Regions from separate parts of the Capra hircus genome. Here region 1 is linked to region 2. The links are chromatin contacts, called in public Hi-C maps. All regions are on one chromosome and are shown on one strand. The core of a region is the stretch at or near the end of the contact, and the rest is flanking DNA. Distances in the headings are between cores, read along the strand shown. Region 1 has its middle 79 kb from the start of ATF7IP. Region 2 holds the start of ATF7IP (activating transcription factor 7-interacting protein 1).

Region 1 (6,536 bases), core at 3,843-6,342, 81 kb after region 2:
AAACACTCTACCCTCTAACATTTGCAGACTTCTTAAGGAATCTCTCTTTTGTTGTTATTGTCTTTAAGAGCAGAAGTGGTTGAATAGATCAAACGTTAATTGCTGGTGCTAGATCTTAGCGTAACATATGTGAACAGATCTTGGCAAATTAACTGAAAATTTCAGTGAAAACAGTATTGACCCAGCATCAGGTATTTAATCGCACTCTGATTTCAGGTCTTGCATGCATGCGAAGTCACTTCAGTCGAGTCCAATGCTGTAACCCTATGGGCCATAGTCCACAGGCTCCTCTGTCCAGAGGACTTCCCAGGCAAGCATACTGGATATCAGGTCTAATAATGTGTAATTGTGCTAATAAACATCACGTTATAAATAGTATATTGAAATGTTAAAAGTGCCGCGGTGTTGAGACCTGCTGCTCAATAGCTAAATTTGCAGGATTCTTCATACTTACGATGTGGGTTTTCTTCTTACGAGATGCATGGAACCCTCCTGGGTGAGGGAATAGATCATTCTACTATGCCAGTCCTCTAGTTCCAGTCCTGCAAAGCTCCTGACCTACTGGACTTCAGGTTCCTTGCCTTGCCTTTGTTCTAAAAGTGAAAGTGAAAGTGAAAGTCGAGTTGGACTCTTTGAGACCCCATGAACTAGTCCACGGAATTCTCTAGGCCAGAATACTGGAGTGGGTAGCCTTTCCCTTCTCCAGGGGATCTTCCCAATCCAGGGATCAAACCCAAGTCTCCCGCATTGCAGGTGGATTCTTTACCAGCTGAGCCACAAGGGAAGCCCAAGAATACTCGAGTGGGTAGCCTATCCCTTCTCCAAAGAATCTTCCAGGCCCAGGAATTGAACCGGGATCTCCTGCATTGTAGGCAGATTCTTTACCAACTGAGCTATCAGGGAAGCCCTTTATTACCCTTTTTATTTTTTTATTTTTTTAATGTCTGCCTGATAAGTGACAGACTGATAAATCTGGAACTAAAACTCAGTTCTGACTCTGAGCTCTAGTATCACTTTAGCTAACTCCATCTTATTTTCCAGCTCCTGACAGGAAGCCCTCTAGTTATCTGATTGCTCCACCTAGCCTTACTGTTTTTCATGTCCCTTTCTTCTCCCACATATATCTTCTTGTTCCAATTTTTACAAAGCATGTATCATACCACTCTGTAATAGCTGACTTCCTGAGTATCGGCCTTCCCAGCCTGTAAGCTCTCTGAAAGTAAGTTTCATGTTTTATGTGATTTTAAAAATCCACAGTTCTAATGTAGTGAAAAATAACATAGTGCTTGATTCTTAAGAATTGTTCAATGAATGTTGAATGGATATTTAATACTACAAGGATCAATCTTGGGGAGAGGGATTTTACGTCCCTGCGTTCTAGTAAATACTCTGAGTTGCAAAAAATTCACTGTAAAGATCCATTGTTTACACTCCTAAAGCAGGGTAAATTAGCAGTATCTACTGAAATACATTACCAGGAGAAAGGTCAACAAATTGAGGCCTTAATTTAGAATCAAAGGTCACTCAACGAACTCCTTACAAGGGTGACACTGGCAGGAGTTCTCAGCTTTGTTCCATATTGGGGGGTGACATCTGTCTTTAGGTCATCCTCTGGCAACAAAAAATCTGGGGATGCAGTGGAGAAGTGTAGTTTAAGGAAGTCGCTCAGGCAATTCCTGTAAAGTCACCCAGAGAAGGTAACCTGTTTTCCTTCCTGCCCAGTCACTGCACAATGGGGAGACATAGAGGCAGGCCAATCTGATTTTGGTCTTAGAGACTTTACAAGGGATTGGGCTCCTGGTGGGGGGGGGGGGCACCCAAAATCAGGTAGCGGGGTTTTTTTTTACTGCCACGAAGTAGCTGAGCTCTTACTGTTTCTGGCTCACATTGCCAGAAATTTACATTTAAAAATTACATTCTTTATAAGTTTGGGCTTTTATGGTAGATCGTTTGTTATTGAGCTTGTATTAAGTTTTGTTCTCGGTTTTGCGGGTGGGGACTGACTTCCGTGGCCCTGATGTCATCTTTAGGGAGGTCACGCCCTGGCTCAGCAAAGCTACAGTCTTCAAGGCTCAGGGTGTAGTCTGGTTGTTGATCATTTGAAAGCCTGGAGTAGTCGTCACCGGTCGACACACTGTCTTCTTTCAGCTCTCTGAGCAGGAGTTTCCCAACTGGCTGGAGTTGGAGGCTTGCAGGGGTGGGGCTGGAATGTCTTCCTCATTCCTTCTTCCCTTCCTCTCCACTCCCTCCCCCTCCACTCCCTTCCCCTCCCCTCCCCTCCCTTCTCTCTCCCACTCACTTACCCCTCTTCCCCCTCCCCCACCTCCTCCTCTTCTCTCCTCCTCCTCCTCCTCCCCCTTCACCGCCTCCTCCAGGCTGCGGTTGCTGGTGCGGGGGAGGGGGAGGGCCGAGTGGTTGGAAGTAGAGAGTGGGAAGGACCGGAGTCCTAGGAGGCCCGGTAGCTCCCGGGCCCCTGAGCACGTGGACAGGAACTCTGTTCACAATATCTGTAGAATGAGCATAAATTATGCAAAAAGGCAGGGTCCCCTTCACGAGGTCTTCTGAAAGGACGCACCAGTGTTTTAATGATAGTTTTACGGAGAGCCAGTTCATTCATGATTACTACTCTCCCATCTGTAAAATGGGGATGAAACAAAAGTTAAATATTATCCCCAAATAGGAAGCTTGTGTAACAAAGCTGTGTTCGTTTCCTCTGAACAGTGAAGAGGAACTAAGTAACTCCGCGTTGTTGATTTTATTCCAAACAAATACAGACCCTATACAGCAAATGTCTTCCTTTGTTCTGGGTCTTGTAAAGAGTCGTTTCTCTACAAAAAAAGGATCCCCTTGGTGCATTCCTTGGCCCAACGGGCCGCAGGGATTATGAAGAGAAAGCTCTCTGGAGCCGTTTTCCTGGCTGGAGACATTGTTCTGGAAAGCAGGCTGGGTTGCCATGGCTACGGCTCCCCAGCGGCCTCGCCCTGCCCCTTTCTACCCGGCCTGCCCATGCTGCCTGCTTGTACCAGGGTTGTCCTGACTTCAAACATTCCTCCCACACAGCACGGAAATGGCAGGGAAATTCCAAACTATAATTCCCAGATGGCCTCTGAGACCCAGAGGCAGAAAAAAATAATTCCTTGTACGGTAGTCCTGAATTGTCCTTGAAAAAAACAGCCGTTAGATTGAAAGCTTGTTGAAGGCAGGAACCACGTCCTCATCGCTGAAGCAATCCTCCCCTCTCACCTTTACCATCTTACCTCCCAGCCCAAAGTAGGCAGACACCAATGGGATCTGAAAAAAAGTCTATGACTATTTGCCAGCGAGGTGGCAGTTTAACAGGGGGTTAAAAACAAGGACTCGACCAGAATCTTGGTCTGCCACTTAATTTGATGAATTTGATGAAACACTTAATCTTTCCAAGCTCCATTTTCCTCATCTCTAGAATGGGAACAATAATGTCTAACTCAGAGGTATATGTGAATACTGAATAACATACTTTAATATATGAAGTACTTGTTATTGTGCCTAGCTTTATAGCAAGCTCTCGGTATTATGATTCTGTTTACTTCTATTACCTTCATCTCCTCTGTAGCCTTCTGCTTGTTCCTGTGGGGAGAAACACTGCCCCTACTAAAAAACAAATAGAAAAAAACCCCAACAAAAACCTTCTGGCAGAATCTGTATCAGCCCCAATCTAATAGTTAATGAAATGAATATAGAAGGGCTGCGTAAGTTATCTATTTGTGTAATAGCGTCAACTAGGGCATGCTAGTAACAAGCTTCATTTATGGAAGATTGGCGAACATAAATAATGCAAAGTGAATGTGTTTCAATGGTCCACCTATGCATGCATTTATGGTATAAAGATAAAAATAGCACGGTGACGTCTTTTAGTTTGACCTTCTCCCTCTCCCCTCCCCCAATCTCTCAGGGTATTTGGAAACTCTACAGACCCGGTTTTAATTGAATGTCTTTGAGTGTGTGTGTGTGTGTGTGTGTGTGTGTGTGTGAGAGAGAGAGAGATCTGTACACTCACAGGGGTCCCCACAGTCCTCTCCACACCAGGGCTGCCTTCCAACTCAAACAAGCCTTGGGGTCTGGAGCCACTTATCTATTGCCTCTGGAAGAGTCTAAACATCTTTGGGATACTCAGGGGACAGGGAATTTAGCACCCCACCCCCAAGTTTGCTCTTCCCCTCCCCCACACCTCACACCTCGCTAAATCCGGACTTTGGCTAGAATTCCTACGTAGCCTTTGGAGTTTAGGGGGGAATCAAGAGATGTAAGTGGTCCAGGAAGGCTCTGAGCCCAACCTGGCCGCAGGATGTGCACACCATGGACAGCTGTGGGCCACAGCTCAGACTGTTGGACTCTGAGAGGAGCCACTTCAGGGTGGGACTGATCAGATGTCCGAGGTTCTGGCACCTGGGGGAGGGGAAGCGAGGATAGGATTATCATTCCACTGTTACCTAATACTGCTGTGTCCCTTGGTTGAGAGTGTATGTACGGCTTGTATGTATTTTAGGGCACGAATTGAGAAGAGCATGTGGACAGTCCTGATTCGTGTATTGTCATTAATGCATAGAGCCGAAGGAGCCTGGTAATTACATGTGCAAGTATCCAGAGTGTAGCGCGCTCCCAAGACACCTTTGTGCGGTGTATGTTGAGGTTGTGCAATAATGCAGCAGAGGTGCAGAGAGGCGGTGTGAACTGCAGGGTGTGAAGTGTTCCCTTTCCTTCAGACTCTCACACATTCTACACCCCCAACCCCCCGGGATACACATTAAACCACCCTACACACAATCCTCCCCTCCCCCCACACCGCAGCCAGCTTTCTCTGAAAACTGATACCCTGAGGCCCTTTTCCCTCACCAGCCACAATTAGGGGAAGTATGAGGGAAAATGCGGACTGGATTCAGACACAAAGGCAGTGCTCTGTCGTTTTTACTTATTTAGTAGGTCGCTGTTCCGGCTCCAGGCCTTATATTTTATCTGACTTTGCTACTCCAGGAAACAGCTTTAGGCTCCTGCGAGTCCAAGCCAATTCCACTTCTCACTGCGAAGTCCATTTTGTATTTTCTGTTTCACCCTCGTCAAGTCTCAGCCGAGGCTGTTGTTCTCAATCCAGCTCAGAAACTGGCTCAAACCGCCCTGAACTGGATTTGGTGGCTGTTGAGACACAGTTTCTGCCTCTTTGTTAGGGCGGATCCGGCCTCATTTGCTCTTCAGTTTCCCTCCCTCCTGTTTTCCCAGAGTCACCACCAGCAATTCCCCTCCCCCTGCCTCTCCAGTTTGGCATTTTTTTACCCTTCCCTGGGCCAAGGCCCCATGCAATAGATTAAATTCTTTAATAAAATAGTGGATTTAGGTTGTAAACCTTAAGCTTTTGCGACATTAACTGTTTTCTTTTTTTTTTTTCTTCCAAATTTGTTATCTAACCAATTGACATGGTGCCCTTAAAATCTTGGCTCTCGTTCTAACCTAGAAATATCTTAAAATTTCACTCTAGATGGAAAGAACTTTAAATTTCACATAAAAGACTGAAAGGTGTTGGTGTATTACATTGTTAATTTGTTTTGTAACTATGTAAATAAACATAATTTATTCATTTCTTTGTTGAGAAAGGACAAAACATAATATGTACAGAATTTTTAAACAGTTACTTGTACTGGCTGTTGTAACCTCACGATTCCCAGAGAAAAAACTGAAGACTTGAGATGGTTTTGGTTTTTGAACATGTAATTTTAACCCTGGATCAGATTTTGTGAATTGTTTAGTGGAGAAGGCTGTTCGGAGAATGCGCGGGAACCATTTCTAACGTAATGCAGGTGGAGGCAAAACTCAGAATGTGACGGAATGAGGAGAGGACAGGGCTGGGCTTTTGTAAGTTTTCTTTGTATGAAATGTAAGCATTTCTTATGTTTTGGAACGAGAGAAGGGGCTGATTATGCAATACTGTGGAGGTAATAGATGTACACTCTAAAATGGCTAATTTTCTGTTATGTGGATTTTACCTCAGTCTTAAAATTTAAGCGTTTTCTGGACAAGAATTTTTCATTTTCTTCTTGTGGTTTTAAAATATCAGAAGAGAGATAATAAGCAACCATATTCGGGGTGTGGCTCCATTAGGTGCTTGACGACTCTCTGGTCTCCCTCTGCTGGCCAAAGTGAGCAGTGTGTCACGATGTCGCAAGGCCTTTTGAGCCTGTCTCAATTATATGTCGAAGCACAAACACTGGGCTGCTTTACTCAGAATCGTCCTCAATGCCTTGTTTCGTGTGCATTTTGTCTTACGTGGTTTGTACAGGGCTGTTTTACTGAACAAGGATCACAGATGTTTTGCTTCTGCGGTGTTACAAAGGATTAATTATAACTGAGCAACTTAAAATTCAGCCCTACATCTCAAAACAGAATCAAAAACGTCATTTTTCCTAGGCTAAAAACCCGAGTTAAATTGCTCATTTAAGTGTTTAGTTTCAGTAGAGCATAAAGCCCTGGAAAAAAGCCAATGATAACAGTAGATCTGGAAAAGCTAC
Region 2 (7,448 bases), core at 522-3,021:
GTAATCAACCTGGAAGCATAAAAGGGGGGAAAAAAAAATCACACAACTGCCCTCTAAATATATTTCTGTGTAAAAGACTTGGAGGTTCAAAAATTATATCACAACAACAAATACTCTGTTCAGAAAAAAAGAATTATTTCTATCACTGCATTCTATCCCCTGTGTGATGTCATTTTTTTAAAAACCCATCAACCAAAAGTATTCCTTTCAACTACATCTATTTAATTCTTATTAACAGTACCTGTAGGCAATAAAGTCCCTAAACCAACGAAGATTATAAAGCGACAGCCACTTCTTCATTTGACAAGTGACTAATTTTAAGAGTTACATAACCAAGAAAACAGTTGTTGCATATACAAGACAAAGATGACATTTATGACAACCATTTACAAGTTTTCAGGCCAGTAAGAAATAATTTGCACAATGGTGGAATTCTATTAAATCGTATAAAACTTCTCCCAAAGGCTTACCTAAGATTTAAATATAGTGACACTACCATTTTAAACTAAAATAATCAGGATACTTTAAGAAACTAAAACCAGGAACAGACAACTTTAAAAACCAAACACAAACTGTATCTTACACACATTTATATATAGCAGGCTGTTTTTTTAATCAACTGATTTATTGATGATTCACAATCTCCTCATAAAGGCCTCAGGGTAGTTGTAGAATTCTTTATCAGGAAAATTTACCGAGTTTGAGTTATATTTTACATATCATTACAATTTTAAAAGTCAAAGTAACAAATATAATCTAACTGAAGCAGTACTAGACATGCAATCAAAAATAGAAAAAATGCAAGCAAGGTCAGAGGCACACCACTGATTAAAACTCCACCGACTGAAGATCCAATTATTTAAAAAAATATAAACACTTAAGGAGATTAAGATTTCTTTTTAAAACAACATTATATAGATTCTTTCAATGTCCCCCCCCTCTCATATTTCCAAACCTTAAACTGTTCCTATTTTGAAAACATTCCATAATAGAACTGGTAAGGATAGGGTTAAAAATGTAGTTGCAAATATGCAGTTCAAATAATTGCACTTCCCGTGAGAACACCACTAGGTGCTGATCTTTAGCTCCCTAAATATAAACGTGAATCCGGCAATACACTTAAAGTGAAATTAAAATCGAGAACCACAAATGGACAATCATTTTTACACAAAATTAAGTCCACAGCTTCTCAGAAAATAGGAGAAATACACACACACAAAAAAACTCTCAGGTCGCTACAGGAATACAGCATAAGAGAAACGTTTTCTTTGAAAAATATAGAAATTCCCGTGTAACAAAACGAAACCCCTCAAGAATGAAAAAAATTAAATCTAGAACCCGAATGGCGTCCAAGAACATTAGATCTTGAAAATGAATATTGCGCTTGCGCAGCCACCGCCCCGCCAGCTGCACAACTGCAGCTAGAGCCCGACCCCGCAAGATCACGTGCTCCCATGCAGCGCCCGCCCGCAGCTCCGCAACCGCGCAGGCGCAAACACAACTCCCGCAGCCGCCATAATGCGGTCTTGACTCTTAAGAAATACAATAGTAATTTAACAAAATGTGGTTATAACAGCCCCTGGGACTCACATATACCTTTCGGGGCGGGAGATGAGGCAGGAGGAACCAAGTTCCGTCCTACAGAGTCGTCCCGCGCAGCCGTCCCCACCGCTGCCGCCTCAGTCTCGCGCTCCCCACTCGCCGCGCCGCCGCTGCCTCCGCCGCCGCCTCCGCAGATTCAAAAACAAACCCGCTTCTCCCTTGCACGCGCCGGGGCCGTTATGCAAATTATTGTAGGCGGGGCTCGGTGGTCGTAATATTGGCCACGCCCGCCGTGCTTTCAGCCAATAGGCTCCCGGATTAGCTGTTCCCCATGCAAATCTCCAGGGTTTTTATTTGAATGAGAAATATTGGCCCCGCCTCCTGCCGTGGAAAAGAGAAGCTAGTCTGAGGTGGTGGCGCTGCGCCCTTTAGTTGCAGTGAGGTGTGTTTTTTGAGTGGCGCATCGCTCAACCGGTGAGTAGCACTTTGTGAGCGCCCTCTATGAGCCTCAGTAAAGAAGGAAGGAAATAGGTGGGTGAAAGTTAAAAGAGCTAGGGCAAGGTTTTCGAAAAAGACTATAGCATGTTACTTTATCGTGTATATTAAAAACTCGGAAAATATACTTTAAACTGTGTAAGTCACGAGAGAATGGCGCAAACACATCTTTATTTTCAGTTGTTCTCTGCCAGAACAAGCGCTTCCAGTTGTACCTTTCAACCTGTTGTATCCCTGTTACTTAGTTTTTTACTGCGAGCCAAACCCTCATGAAGGCCACAGAGTGCAATAAAAAAAAAAAAAAAAAAAAGCTGCTCGTGTTTTTTGAAGAATCTGGGCTTACGTCCAGTTACTCCTGCTTACTTGCTTGTTACTTGGAATAAGTGTTAGTCAGTTTTCTCATCTCCAAAATGATAATAACTGTAATTCAAATCAGTTGAGGAGGCTAAATGATTGGATAAATGTAAATGTGTTCTGCAAAGCAAAAGCAGACTGACAAATGGATAGTGAGGTTTTTTTTTTTTAATATCATTAGTAAACCCTGATGCTTAATCTATTCATTCAGTATTTATTTAGCAATGAGTGTGTTCCAGACCTATATTACTTTGCCCGTCTTTAAGAAATCTCTACTACAGTGGAGGAGACAAAAAAGTTAACAGGAGGTTTTTGTAAATAATTAGAAATTAATGTGGGGTGGTTAATATTTATTTCTATAATTTGATTCTGTCCTTAGCACAGAATATAGTACACTGGTGCTCAATAAATTACAAATAGAGGCTCAATTATAACAAATTATGTATTATAATTTAACACATAGTGCTCGATTATAAAATAGATGCTCAGCAAATTACAAATCTATCAATATTTAAAATTCTATAATAAGAAATGAGGTTGGTAGAGTTCGTTAGCTTTCTCTTTGTCTTCTATAAGCAACTAAAAAGGAATAATTTTCATAATAGTTCATTCTTAATTGTCTTGGCTAATGACAAATAATTGAACATGAACTCACCAGTTGGGCAATTTTCTTTCTTGCTCATATTCTAGACTTGCCGCCCCAAAACTCCACTTAGTTTTATTGTATTTTAATCTTCCCCCATATATCCTCAATGACATGTTTATAGGCTCTTTGGCTATTCTGCCTGCTGATTAATCTAACCAATCATTCATTGTTTCAATCAACAAGTACATCGTTTATTCTTTATTCACACACTTTCCGAAGCACTAGAGATGCCCAGAGGAAATGACACTGCCTCTAATCAGGAAGGAGTCATATATACAGATTCCCATTATGAGGTCATTACAATCATGAGGTTATATACTAAAAATAAAAGAAATATAAAACAAGAGAACATAAATCTTCTTGTGGAATGTAGGAAAACTTCACAGAATAGGTGATACTTGATCTGACTCATAATGTAGAACTTAAAGTGGCTGTCAGAATAGGTACAAAAGAAAGAAGATTCAAGTTAGGTAAAACAGAAATGCAAAGGCACTGTAAAGAGGAAAAGGTGTGGCTTAAATTTATAATAGGATGATACTTAGAATATTTATCAATCCTTGTGGTACCAGGCACTGACCAATTAGAATAGAAGAAGGTTTGAAGACCCCTAATTTACTAGATGTTGACGACAGAGGATGAGATGGCTGGATAGCATTACCAACTCGATGGACGTGAGTTTGAGTGGACTCCGGGAGATGGTGATGGACAGGAAGGCCTGGTGTGCTGTGATTCATGGGGTCGCAAACAGTCGGACACCACTGAGTAACTGAAATGAACTGACCTGACCTGAACTGAAACTTCTAGTTGTAGGTTTCTGGAGAGGTCCAGGGATTCTTCAGCTGAGCATTGAGACAGACTGGCTGGTAGGAGGGATATTTGGTGTAGAGCAGCTACTTACCAGTAAGTACTGAAGGATTTATATATTTTACCCTCCGTGATGGGCTTATTTATACATACAGACTGAATACTCTTCTAGAAAAAAAGTGGAGTAAAGCAATGTCACAGAGAAAATTCCAAAAAACAAAAAGACAGAAACCTAAAATAGTAAACATTTTAAAATGAAGAAATTGAGCAGCAATTGAACGAGGAAAATAAAACTTTTGAAAAACAATATAAACTTGAGAAAGGAACAGTTAAAGAGGAAAGCTAGAGTTTCTAAGTACTGTTAGAAACAGTCTAATTTAGTGCTTATAAAAATGAGCTCTGAAGATACACTACCTGAATTAAAATCTTGTCTCTGCCTGCAATGCAGGAGACCCTGGTTTGATCTCTGGGTTGAATAGATCCCCTGGAGGAGGGTATGGCAGCCCACTCCAGTTTTCTTGCCTGGATAATCCCCATGGACAGAGGAGCCAGGTGTGTGGCAGCCCATGGCTTTGCAAAGAGTTGGACACAACTAAGCATCACCAACTCGATGGACATAAGTTTGAGCAAGATCTGGGAGTTGGTGATGGATAAGGAAGCCTGATGTGCTGCAGTCCATGGGGTCACAAAGAGTCTGACACAACTGAGCAACTGAACTGAACTGAGCAACTAAGCACACATGCACGCTCAGCTTCTTACTACATGTTCTAAATTTCTCTAGCCAAATGGTTTCAGAAAAAGGAAATGGGCATGGTAAAAATTTCCCTTATCTGGTAATGTTTTTACAAAGATTCAGTTCATTTCAGTCGCTCAGTTGTGTCCGACTCTTTGTGACCCCACGAATTGCAGCACGCCAGGCCTCCCTGTCCATTACCAACTCCCAGAGTTCACTCAGACTCACATCCATCAAGTCCGTGATGCCATTCAGTCATCTCATCCTCTGTCGTCCCCTTCTCCTCCTGCCCCCAATCCCTCCCAGCATCAAAGTATTTTCCGATGAGTCAACTCTTCACTTGAGGTGGCCAAAGTGCTGGAGTTTCAGCTTTAGCATCAGTTCCTTCCAAAGAAATCCCAGGGTTGATCTCCTTCAGAATGCACTGGTTGGAACTCTTTGCAGTCCAAGGGACTCTCAAGAGTCTTCTCCTACACCACAGTTCAAAAGCATCCATTCTTCGGCACTCAGCTTTCTTCACAGTCCAACTCTCACATCCATACATGACTACTGGAAAAACCATAGCCTTGACTAGACGGACCTTAGTCGGCAAAGTAATGTCTCTGCTTTTGAATATGGTATTTAGGTTGGTCATAACTTTTCTTCCAAGGAGTAAGCATCTTTTAATTTCATGGCTGCAATCACCATCTGCAGTGATTTTGGAGCCCAGAAAAATAAAGTTTGACACTGTTTCCCCTGTTTCCCCATCTGTTTCCCATGAAGTGATGGGATCGGATGCCATGATCTTCATTTTCTGAATGTTGAGCTTTAAGCCAACTTTTTCATTCTCCACTTTCACTTTCATCAAGAGGCTTTTTAGTTCCTCTTTGCTTTCTGCCATAAGGGTGGTGTCATCTGCATATCTGAGGTTATTGATATTTCTCCCCGCAATCTTGATTCCAGCTTGTGTTTCTTCCAGTCCAGCATTTCTCATGATGTACTCTGCATAGAAGTTAAATAAGCAGGGTGACAATATACAGCCTTGACGTACTCCTTTTCCTATTTGGAACCAGTCTGTTGTTCCATGTCCAGTTCTAACTTGCTTCCTGACCTGCATACAGATTTCTCAAGACATGGGTCAAACGGTCTGGTATTCCCATCTCTTTCAGAATTTTCCACAGTTTCTTGTGATCCACACAGTCAAAGGCTTTGGCATAGTCAATAAAGCAGAAGTAGATGTTTTTCTGGAACTCTCTTGCTTTTTCCATGATCCAGTGGATGTTCGCAATTTGATCTCTGGTTCCTCTGTCTTTTCTAAAACCAGCTTGAACATCAGGAAGTTCACAGTTCATGTATTGCTGAAGCCTGGCTTGGAGAATTTTGAGCATTACTTTACTAGCATGTGAGATGAGTGCAATTGTGTGGTAGTTTGAGCATTCTTTGGCATTGCTTTTCTTTGGGATTGGACTGAAAACTGACCTTTTCCAGTCCTGTGGCCACTGCTGAGTTTTCCAAACTTGCTGGCATATTGAGCGCAGCACTTTCACAGCATCATCTTTCAGGATTTGAAAGAGCTCAACTGGAATTCCATCACCTCCCCTAGCTTTGTTCGTAGTGATGCTTTTTAAGGCCCACTTGACTTCACATTCCAGGATGTCTGGCTCGAGGTGAGTAATAACACCATCGTGATTATCTGGGTCATGAAGATCCTTTTTGTACAGTTCTTCCGTGTATTCTTGCCATCTCTTCATAATATCTTCTGCTTCTGTTAGGTCCAGACCATTTCTGTCCTTTATCGAGTCCATCTTTGCATGAAATGTTCCCTTGGTATTACTAATTTTCTTGAAGAGATCTCTAGTCTTTCCCATTCTGTTCTTTTCCTCTATTTCTTTGCATTGATCGCTGAGGAAGGCTTTCTTATGTCTTCTTGCTATTCTTTGGAACTCTGCATTCAGATGCTTATATCTTTCCTTTTCTCCTTTACTTTTCGCTTCTCTTCTTTATGATAAAACACTTTGAGGAACGCTGACTATATACTAGCATTAATACCTTGATGAGTGTTAGCTAATAGTAATCATAGTAGCAATAGTAGTAGTAGTAATATTTGTCAGAGTAGTAATGTCACAAACATAGATCACTTTGGGCAGTTTCTATCTATATATCCTATACTACCATTAAGATAGAATATGAATTAACCATAACCTGATAATTCTTATCATCTTCCAATTTTCAGAGTAGTTTGCTGCTGCTAAGTCACTCCAGTCGTGTCCAACTCTGTGACCCCATAAACGGCAGCCCACCGGGCTCCCCCGTCCCTGGGATTCTCCAGGCAAGAACACTGGAGTGGGTTGCCATTTCCTACTCCAATTCATGAAAGTGAAAAGTGAAAGTAAAGTCACTCAGTCATGTCTGACTCTTAGCGACCCCATGGACTGCAGCCTACCAGGCTCTTCCGTCCATGTGATTTCCCAGGCAACAGTACTGGAGTGGGGTGCCATTGCCTTCTCCGTCAGAGTAGTTTACTGAGGTGTTAAGTAGGAAAGCCTGGGAAAACTTCAGAAATAACTTCTTGGAATAGGAAGTATAATAAAAAGAAATCTAAGATGATCTCTACACCTTTGCATTCACACCCTGTGTAATGATTTCCCCTTGAGTGTGGATAAAACTCATGACTTCCTTCCAGCCAATGTTGTTATTGTTCAGTCACTAAGTCATGTCCAACTTTTTGTGGACCCATGTATGCAGCATGCCAGGCAACTCTTTCCTCCAGTATATCCCAGAGTTAACCAACAGAATATGGCAAAGGTGAAAGAAATTTTCAGATGTAATTAAGATCTCATAAAAATTGATTTTGAATAACCAAAGGAGATATTATCTTGGATGGGCCTGACTTCA

The links. A called contact is a pair of places that touch in the nucleus more often than the background predicts.
Region 1: a contact with region 2 is called in a Hi-C map of blood, with 2.8 times the contacts expected there. The contact joins the enhancer-like site here to the promoter of ATF7IP in region 2. A contact is called at or near these places in 3 of 5 Hi-C or Micro-C datasets (all in blood).

What each region holds. Positions count from the first base shown.
Region 1 is chr5:94,171,234-94,177,769 of ARS1.2, forward strand. No RefSeq gene overlaps it. Among named protein-coding and RNA genes, the nearest start is that of ATF7IP, 79 kb to the left of the region's middle. Within about 2 kb of position 5,093, at least 3 of the 5 cell types and tissues checked have an H3K27ac peak or open chromatin away from gene starts, as enhancers often do.
Region 2 is chr5:94,093,572-94,101,019 of ARS1.2, forward strand. ATF7IP (activating transcription factor 7-interacting protein 1) reads right to left here and starts at 1,772. Exons shown (of 15, transcript XM_018048451.1): 1 at 1,597-1,772.